2 separate regions of the Arachis hypogaea genome follow, and region 2 is linked to region 1. Evidence: chromatin contacts called from public Hi-C data. All regions are on one chromosome and are shown on one strand. The core of a region is the stretch at or near the end of the contact, and the rest is flanking DNA. Distances in the headings are between cores, read along the strand shown.

Region 1 (5,674 bases), core at 1,697-4,196:
AGTGCATTAAAAATTCATATTCAGAGAGAATTTTTTTTTTTTTGTAAAAATCCCAAATCTACGATGAAAACTTAGTTTAATGTAAGATTGTGTGAACTGAAATTAGAACATGAAGAGCAACCAAATCTAAAATTTCATGTACAAATTCACTAATTTTAGAGTAGAAAAATATAGAATCATAACAAATTCAGAAAATCAAGTATTTTTAGATTTAAATCAACTATTCAACAAACATTCAATAAATTTAAAAATAGAAATTCTAGATCTATAATAGAAGTTTTCAAATTTGTTACGAATATTTTTAGATGTAAGAACAATTATTTTAAATAGCTATTTTCTAATTATGAAAGATTTGAGTGCTGATAAAACTGACTATGAAAGAACAAAATGAACTTTATATCTATAAAAAATAAATTATGCTCAATAAAAATATTTAATTGTTAAATTTTTGTTGACTTGTTTAAAACACGCGTTAAATTTTAAAATTAACCCTATCACCAATCATCTTCGACCTTCAACCTCCTAATATACCTTACTTTGAGCCGGAACGCACTTGCGGTGTCACAGATTGGTGCCCGAATGTGTTTGTGGTGTCGTAGGTCGTAGATCAAAGAAATGAGCTTGAATGTGATGTCAAATGCATTAGAATGGGCAATGGCGGTGATGTATTTGTTTTACAACGTTGACATAGAGAAGGAGGTAGTGGTAACAGACAAAGATCACTATTTTGGAGGAAGATGAAGTACAACATCTCTTGTAGTGCTTTTTCAACAAACAGGATTCGATATCTACCAGGATATACACATCTGTTTTAAGGCAAGAGAACGTATTCATCCTTACATCAAATATTGTTCTATCATCACTCTTGTTGTAGGAGATAGACTAGAACAATAATAAATACGGCTCCTTTAGATAGACAACGGAGAATTTGAATAACTTGATCAACGGGCTAAAAATTTGGCCCAATAAAGTTAAAAAAAAATACTTCACCCAAATTATCCAACCAAAAAACTCTATTCAGAAATTAAAAAATTTTAAGTCAACAAGGATCCTCATCCGCGTCGCTGCTTGGTTTGCCACACCCCGTCACCGGCATCGCTCACTCCTAGTGAAAATAACCCATCCACTTAATGATAAAAATAATCATTCGCATACATAATGAATTGAACATCCAGCATATTTTAATTATATATAACTAAACCCAATTCAATCAAAATAATCATCCACATAAGAATTAAAATAACCATCTTCATACCTACTAAAATGGTCATTTTGAACTGGCCATTGAAGTAGTTTCACTGAAAGGCCGTGATGAAAACAACGCAGCGACTAAACGATGAATTTTAATGAGTTATGGATAGCATCCCCAGCAACGACAGCAAAATCAGGAGCGAATTCCGTCACACACTCTACAATCGCCAACAACAATTACCTTCAATTTTGGATCTAGATCGCTGCCGCACAGCACTGAAGAAGCACAAATTGCAAGACAAAAGGGTGATAGAAGTTGGGAGTGGGAGGTCGGATGGAGCCACGTCCCTCTATAAAAAATGCCCATCGCCATCGTGGCTGCCACGACCGGAAGAGGATGATAGGCACTAATTCTATACACATATAAGGAGAGAGTTCACACTAACAGGGGTGATGGGTTAGGGAAAATGTTTCGGCGTGTTGGCCGGAGATTGTGGCGGCGTCGATACGGTCGACGGAGATTACAGCGGTGCGAGGTGAGAACAAGAGAACGATGACGGCAAAAGCGTGCATTAAAAATTATGGTGAGATTAAAAATATAATCGTATATAATGTAAAAACGTTTATTGCTAATCCTAATTTTTTAAATTTTAATTTTAATTTTACTTTTTTTAATCTATTATTCACATGGTTCACAATTATCATTATTTTTCTATACTTTCTCTAATAACAATCACATTTTTCCCTACTACTCGACAATACTATTTTGTTTGGATCTCCAAATAAAGGATCAGAATGTATGTTCTCTGTTTCTTTAATTTATTATGCAATACCTCTAGTTTTAATTCTAGATTTAGATGATTAGAGTCCAGTGATGATTTGTTACCAAGTGTGCATCTAATTTATGTATGATCTGTTGTTGCATTGTATCCATCTTGTTACATGCGCTTCACATATGAAATGAATGTGTTTATGAATCCTTTGTAAACTATGAAACAAATTGATGGAATTTCATACTCTAAGTAAAAATCTGAAATGTTTTTTTGTTTTTTTGTTTCAAATTCACGTTGAATTAAATTTCAATTTAACTATGAGATTCAAGCTCGTTTCTTCAACCTGCCATTGCAAGTGGGATAAGAGTGAGGCATAATTGGGGTTTGAAAATGATGGTAGGATTAATTTTTTAATTTAATGTGTTTTTTAAATTGAGCCAACAAAAATTTAACGATTGAATGTTTTTGTCGAGTATAATTCATCTTTTATAAATATAGCGCTATTTAATTCTTTCGTGATCAATTTTATCAACGCATAAACCTTTCATGATAAGAAATAATAGTTATTTATTCTTATTTTAAACACATAAAAAGTCTAATATTTTTCAAAAAATAGAATCCTAATGGCTATCTTTATTTTAGGTAATAAAATAGGAATAAAATAAAAAATATTATTTTGAAATTAAATTTTTATTTTATTAATTATAATTAAAATTTATAATTTTTTTCATAACTTTAAATACAAAATTATCAGTAATAAAATTACATATCTATTATTAATTAGTAATAAAAATTACTATAAATAAAAATGATAGTAATATAATAAACTTGGATAAATTTAATATTGAAATCATTTTTCTCTTTAGTATTTCCTTCTATAAAATTGTTCCCAACTTATTTTCCTCTATCCTACTTAATTGCATCCTTAATTTTCATATATCTTTCCTATTTCAATATCCTTCCTCTTACAGTGCATTTGGAGCTTATCTTACAATGTAGACTTTTGCAGATTTGGTCCAAACCATGTGAACCCCGCCACTTGTTTTAATTTCTTTAATTTCCGTTAATTTTGGCTAACCATTCTTGCTTTCTTTTATTGCCACCCAAATAATAATAATAATAATAATAATAATAATAATAATAATAATAATATATTTATTATTGTTATTATTATTAATTTTCCCTCTGACTTTCTTATTTACCATTTCAGATCCATACGGTTTTTTATTCCCACTTTTACTTTAATTTCTTGAGACTGATTCTTTTTAAAAAAAATTAATTAATATTTTTTTAAAAATAAAAATAAAAAATTATTTATATATTAAAATTAATTATTAATATATTTATATATAATTAAATTTATTTTTAATATATATTTATATTCTAAAATTAATTTTAGCGTAGTCGTAACATAATTAAAAAAAAAACCTTATTATTGATACAGAATCTCTTTTATATTAGGAGTGGTTCAGGTACCATATACGAAGGCCAAACGCGATGGGTCCAGAGTAGATCTAGGACAATGAAAAGAAAAAGAAATAAATAAAAGAGTAATTTAATTTAATATAATTGAGTTCCCTAATAACTCGTTTATTTCACCATCTAGTAGCGGGCAGCCTATTGTGTTGCATATAAAAATAAAATTGATAGAGGAAAGAAAGGAACTCATCTGAGGGTGCTTGGTCCTTCATTCTCTCATAAAAAACACACACAGTGTGTGTGATTGTAGTGATCGATCACAAGCACACAAATTAAATCTTTTTCATTTGTTTATCATCATTATGGCTAGTGCAAGAGAGCAAGGTGGTGATGATGGAAAAAACTCCATCACCATACCCCTTCTGGGTGATGAAAAAGCAGAACAGAGAAGCTTCTACAATGGAGATCAGCTACCTAAATCTGCTGATGATTTAGACTCAGTTCATGTTGGTAACACCTCCTTTTTCAAGACCTGCTTCCATGGGATTAATGCAATTTCAGGTTACACTTCTTTCTCTGTCTCTGTGATTTAAAAGAAACTAATTAACAAGATTGCAATTAGTGGTTAAGATATGACACAAAAAGTAAGGCATATTTTTAGGCCTTTTCAAAAAGGTGAAAACTAATATAAGTTGATACAAAATTTTTTGGTCATCTTTTTATTTTTATTTGTGGATTGTCTCCCATCAAGAAAAGTTGTATGCATGTATGTGTTTCTAAATCTCATTGAATCTCTCATCAATCACTATTGCTGGCACAAGATGAAGTTGTCTCTTCCCATTTCATTAACCTTTGTTCAGATTTTTGTAGCTTTATCAGGAGAGATGAGAGACCGTGTATACACACTTGAGTTTTGACGTGATTATCAAAGTTAAAAAAGTGTTTCATATTTTTATTTTCGACATATGTACTAAGTTAAAGAATGAAAATTTTTTAAATATTTTTAAAATATCAGTATTTTACTCATTTTAATCGTTAGTTTTAATTAATATATTATATGTCAGAAATTCTTTCAAAAAGTTATTTTTATCCGGTTATGATGTATGGACACTAATAATATGAATATGGAACACAAAAATATTTAATTATTATATAACACAGAAATATGATATATATATAAAATATAATTTAATTTTTTAATTATTTTTAACGTTTTTTAATTATATAAAATATTTAAAATATATTTTGTTTTAATAATTAATACTATATAGTATTTATAAATTCATTTTAAAAATATATATTAAGAATAAGATTATGATATTAATACGTGATGATATTTAGATGTGTTTAAAAATATAAAAAAATTATTTTTAATTAAAATACGATTAAACACATAAAACATGCATATCAGATAAGTATTAATGAATATTATATCTAAAATATATCTAACACATAAACACAATAAATCAAAAAATTATTCAAAATATATCTAACATATAAATACAATAAATCGAAAAAGTATCCGAGTTTCATAGCTGCCTTGTCTATCTTTGCTTCAAGATGGATGGTACTATATTTTGAATTATTGTTGTACTTTTTATACAGGGTTGTGTCATTATTGAGTTTAAGAGGGTTGGTGGGGATGGCAAGATATATGGATGGCCTTGTTTCTATACAAAACAAATGAACACAAATTAAAAGTAATTGTTATTGCGTCTAAAAATGGAAATATTTTATAATTAAAAAAATTAATATAAATAATTAAAATTTATCTTATTTAATATTTATTAATTTAGAAATAATATTTTTTTGTGATTTATTAGAATTAATATATATTAAATATGATAAGCATTGATTATTTTTTAAAAATAAAATATTATTTTTAATTTTTAACGTTTAGACTAAATTTTAATTTAATCTATAATATTTTAAATATTTTATTTCTATCTTAAAAATTTTTAAATAAGTTGAATATTATTCTACAGTTAAATTTAACACTAATAGTTAATAAAATGAGTGGTTTAGACCTTAATAATATTACTAATTAAATTATATTTTTTTTATATATTAAAAAAATATAATTAAAATTTTTTTGTAATACTTTGTCTTCTTATTTTTTTTTTTACAAAACTACAAATATTAACGATCAATCATCAACATTTCAAAATTAAAGGATGATTGATCAATTTTACTTATCCACTGTAATCGAATACTATTAACTATTTGATATGCGAATTGTTTGTGTCAAATTTAATTGAAGGACAATATTGAACATGTTTAAATTTTTTTGA
Region 2 (5,323 bases), core at 1,901-4,400, 33 kb before region 1:
TATAATTATTATTTTAAAGATAACTTGCCATGTGGCAAGTTATCATTGGCATACCCAAGTCCCTCTGAGGAGGGACTCTTTCTCCTCGTAAACTGAGCAGGAACTCAATTCTCCTTCTCTCCAACGGTTGATCCTGTGCTATGTCAGAAAAAGAGAAAATGGAACCTTGAAAGGCACTCCCATTGGAGTTGCTCTTAAGGATTTTACTCTTTTATCCTAAAGAGTCCTATTAAGATTATAAATTATAAATTTTTAATTAAAATAAAAAATTTAAATTTTTAATATATTTATTATATATTTAAAAAAAATTTAAAATTTTATATTATTAATAATTTTATCATATATTCTTAAAATATATGTTAACTAAATTCTTTTGATAAATATAAAAATCATTTTACTATTCAGACTATTATGATAATTATAGTGATTATATTGTGTTGAAAAATATTATTAAAATTAAAATAATATTTTTTATTATGTAAAAGTATATATTTTTTAAATATTACTAAAAAAATTAAAATATAAAAAATTAATTTTAATAACATTTCATAATCACTATAAAATATAAACATACAAGAATCCACTTTTATATAATTGGAAATTATAAAGCTGCTAGCTACTAGTAGTTTGATTACTACACCAATGTAACTATCTTTGGTCACATCCCTGACACCATCCATATTTTTCCAGCTTCGATCAATCGATCATAAAAGAGATTGTATACTAAATCCTAAACATTGTTACCTGTCTTCATTAATGTGCATATGCTCAATATTGCTTCTGGTTACTACTGATTAGATGTGTTATTATTTTAAAGGAGAATCATAGAGTCTAATACGTAAAAAGAAAGAAAGGAGAATTGATTAACTACTAAAGAAAGAAGGAGATATAATCAGAAGAATATTTTTTTCGTTAGATTACGTTATTTTAAAATAAAGAATAATGCTTAGGGGCACAAACCAAAAGAAAAGTAGTCAAGAGCTATATTTTGAACGGTTATGTTAGAAAGACAAAAATAATTAGTTAAAATTAATAAAAATTAAATAAAATAAATTTTAGATATTTTTTATTAATTTATTTTAGTTATTAAATATTTTGATGTTTGAATGATATAATTTGTTGGCTGATTTTTTTTATATAAAAAAATATTGGTATTTTTTTTAAAATAGAATTATTTGGTGTAATTACAGAGGAGTGGATTTTGTAGGTAAGAAGTCAACACGTAGAGAACGTGTTGCAACACATGGGAGGTATGTTGAACACGTAGTAGCATCCTGACCAATATGTAGAAGGCGTGTTAGACACGTGATAACATATTGATCAACACGTGAAAGACATGTTGAATTATTTCCACAATATTATAATACACTTTAAATATCAATATTCAACTAAAACACCATCTTCACTTCCATATTAAAAATAATTTCTGCAATTTGTGCAAGGAGAGTTCATTTTGTACCAACTGAAAAGTATTTCAGGAACTAGTGGAAAAAGTAGAAAAGAGAGTGAATACTCATTACTGACTTCTGGAACTTTCTAGAGCTTGGAAGTTTAAGGCTTCAGCTTATTTGCAATCCAAACATTCCCTCCCCTCAAACTAATTAAGAGCTGTACTTCTTTTTACTATCCTGAGCTTGTCCTAATATAACAAAAAAGGAGGGGCAAGTGCCCACAGAGGCTTTGTTAGAGAACCAGCTACTTGATCAGTTGTTGAAATGGGAACAACAAAAAATTTTTTATAAGATTAATTTGGCAAAGTGAGCCAGTTCGGTTTTCATTTTACGGTGGATTTTGGCGGAGTGAGGCGGGACGAGCTAACCTGTTTTGTCACTAAAATATTTTTACCGTAAAATATTTTTTTACAAAAGATTCATTTAGGACAAAATATTTTGATATACATTGAGTAGCACTAAATTTATTTTCAACAACATTATACTTTAGTTGTCATAACTTTGTTATTTGTATGTTTATCTCAAATTTTGAACCTAAATGATTTAGGTCATGCTTTCTGGTGTTAGAATTTAAGGATTAAGTTTAGAATTTAAAATTTAGGAACGGAAATAAATACATAATAAAAGATGATTGTCCTCTTTAAAAAAAAATATTTTATTGTATAAAGTTCTCTAATTTTTATATTAGCTTCCTAATTTTTTTCTCCTCTTTTAGAATTATGTTTTTCATATTGGTCTTCTCCAAAAAATATTTTAGCTCTGTCCCTCTTTATTATCTTTCTGACTTCAGTTCTATTTTTTGACACCATAACTTGTTTTCTTCTCGTCCACAAAATTGTATTTAGACTTATTAAATGTAAAATTCATATGTGGATTTTTTGTTATCAATGTCGTTTCTTCGGTTAAAGTCATAAAATCTTATATCTTATGAAATTATTATCAGATTTTATGAACAACAATCTACTAAATATTCATCTTGCTCCCAATATGCGAATTATTTTGAATCGTCTCCATTTTCCGATCTTCTATTGAAGTGACTTTGCAACATGTTGTATTTAATGCACGCTAATAATACTTGGGGCTTTTATGCTTTGAAATTGTCTTTATCCAATTTTCGTGGTGGTTAAAAAAAGTTTTAAATAGTCGATATGGTTAGACTCTTTTGAGCTTGGGTTGCGAAAAGTGTAGCCTTGGATCTTTTTACAAGAAAGGTATCAAAAACCGAACAAAGTAGGAAAAAAAATTAGAGAGAGAAGAAAAGTGATGACAAAAATTATATATATTAAGTCAACTAAATAGAATTTTGTTACAATGATGATATATACATAGGAGAGAAGAGGAGGTACTAGTTGGTTTGCAACAAAAATCTAACTAAATGAGTAAATTAAAATTAAAAAAAATATATCGAAAAATATTTGTTATTATGTTGGTTTGTAATACCTAATTACATATAATAATATAATAAAATCATAGTAAATAAAGCAAGACCAAGTCAAAACTAAACCCTACTTGTAACAACATAGTATACTAAAACCTAATAGTAAATATATACACAAGTTGTTTTATTTATTATTTATTATTTTTTTTATAGAAGGAAAAGAACAAAGAGAAAAAACAAGAGATTAATGGTAGTAGTTAGCATTGCACGATGGTCATGTGTAGAGGAATAAGCTTCACCAAATTATAATAATAAATAATAAATTTCATTTAATGAATAATAAAGTTGGTTCTTAATTAGATTTTAGCTCTTTATAGCTCTATTATAGCCCCCGAGCCACGTGGTCAAATGGGACAAATGCTCCTGTCCCTATAAAAACAACACTGAAAAATGCTATTTCATGAAATTGACATATATATACATCAAAATAATTAAATAATGTTCTGTATGACTGATGCCTTGTGACACATAATAATTGCAAAATCAATGATCGGAGTATTATTAAATGCATTTTAATGACGACCTATTTATTAATTTTTTAATGATTTATTTAGCATTAATAAAGATATTTTAGAAATTAGCTTATTAGTAAAAGAATATTATAGACATTAACTTGTTGAATTATTGACTTTTTAAAGATCAAATTATATATTAATTATTTACCTACATACTTAAAAAGGATTAAATCAGGCTTTATTTTTTTCGTATAATAAGAATAAATCTCACCAAATTAAGGCATTAGACTCTGGACAGAAAAGAGAGGCTAGAAATAAATGTTTTTGGACACTTTAAATCTTTAATCTTATCAAGATTGTGCTTTGTTTTAATTTTGAATTTTACATTTTTACTATATTTTTAAGAAAAGAAGTTTGAACCCTCCTTTTCATGTTGCAATTGTTAAAACATAACTATCACATTATCGCAATCATTTATAAACCATACAAGAGAGATACAATATATAGATTTGTTATTAACAATTTGGAGGTACTCGCCCCCGGAATCCGTCCTAGTCAAACTAGAAAAAATTCAAATCTTACCTAAAATTGAAAAAGTTAATTAAATATGTAAAAATATGAAATCATAATAAAATTAATTAAATTATAAATCATCATATTTAATATAAATTTTATAAGATTGATTAATTCATTTAAAATTATAATATTAAAATATTTTAAAAATTAAATCAAAATTTCAATTATATTATGATTCAAATGACAACTATTATTCTAAATTAATTAATTAGGTTCATATATGAAAAATTCTTTAGGTTTTGTATTTATTAAATAAAAAATTATTTTTTATTTAATTTTAAAAACTTTATATTTTTATATATTATCTCACCAAAAATAAAAAAATTTAAATTTATAATTTTTTAAATAAATATAAAAGAATTATGTTATTTGAATTGTAACTCAATTTTGCAGCCACTGACAGTATCATTATAGAAAGAACGTATTGTATTGCAAATTCATAGTCACTGCTAGTGTAACCATATAAAATAGATTTTTTTTTTTTCTTTGCAAATCACCCTTACTTTTTAGTTTGACACAAAAACCTGCCATATAAATATAAAAGCCTCAATCAGCATGGTTTAAGATATTGGAGTTTTATATGTTGCTGTTGCTATGTAGCCATATATATTGGGGTCCATAGTTTATTTAAATATTTGTTGTCCACATCTAGCTAGCGTTATTACTAAACGGGGCCCATTGTCTCATAAATAAGAAAGCTACCCTTCTTTGTTATCATATCATTATTTAATTGTTCTATTTCTATTTTAATCTCCGCCATTTATATATGGACCATATAGTCTTCAGTTCCCATCATTTCTTACAGTTGTACACCTTTTTCCTTTTTAAATAATATAAAATAATATGAAGCATGAATCTCGAGCAATGTATGATTCATACCTAAGCTATTTGGAGTGTTTAATGATTCTTTAACGTGAATTGCCTAATTAAAAAGGTGGAACTATAATTGATCTTTCTTTTTTCTTTTTCCAAATTTAAGAATATATATGCTCCCATTGACTATATCCACGCAAATTTGGCAATAATGTCTAACTGGATTCTGTGACCTTTTTAGACCAATGAATAAATAAAATTGAGCCTTTATAAAATTAAAATTATTATATTTTTTATATAATTTTGGAAATGTTAAATAATCTGTTTGAAAACTTCTTTCAAAATAAATAAATTATTGAGATCAAAATACCTCCACTTTTAAAGGACATACATGAACAAATTAAAATTTCAAGCACTTTTAATTAAATTTTTATTTATTAAAATAAAATTTATACTCTTTAAAGATGAAAGATTTTTTCAAAGATTATTGTTAGTCAGCTAAGAATAAACAACTAACTAAATTTTTGTCTATTTTAAAATAGGACAAGACAATAAAATTCTTGTAAAAAAGAAAATAGACTTATTCCGAT

What was found. A called contact is a pair of places that touch in the nucleus more often than the background predicts.
Region 2: a Hi-C map of an unstated tissue shows a contact between it and region 1, with 4 times the contacts expected there. The contact joins the enhancer-like site here to the promoter of LOC112792636 in region 1. A contact is called at or near these places in 6 of 8 Hi-C or Micro-C datasets (leaf and an unstated tissue).

What each region holds. Positions count from the first base shown.
Region 1 is chr1:6,583,611-6,589,284 of arahy.Tifrunner.gnm2.J5K5, reverse strand. LOC112792636 (amino acid transporter AVT1I) reads left to right here and starts at 2,946. Exons shown (of 4, transcript XM_025835956.3): 1 at 2,946-3,944. The coding sequence starts at 3,746.
Region 2 is chr1:6,617,593-6,622,915 of arahy.Tifrunner.gnm2.J5K5, reverse strand. No RefSeq gene overlaps it. Among protein-coding and RNA genes, the nearest start is that of LOC140178354, 21 kb to the right of the region's middle. Within about 2 kb of position 3,150, at least 2 of the 3 cell types and tissues checked have open chromatin away from gene starts, as enhancers often do.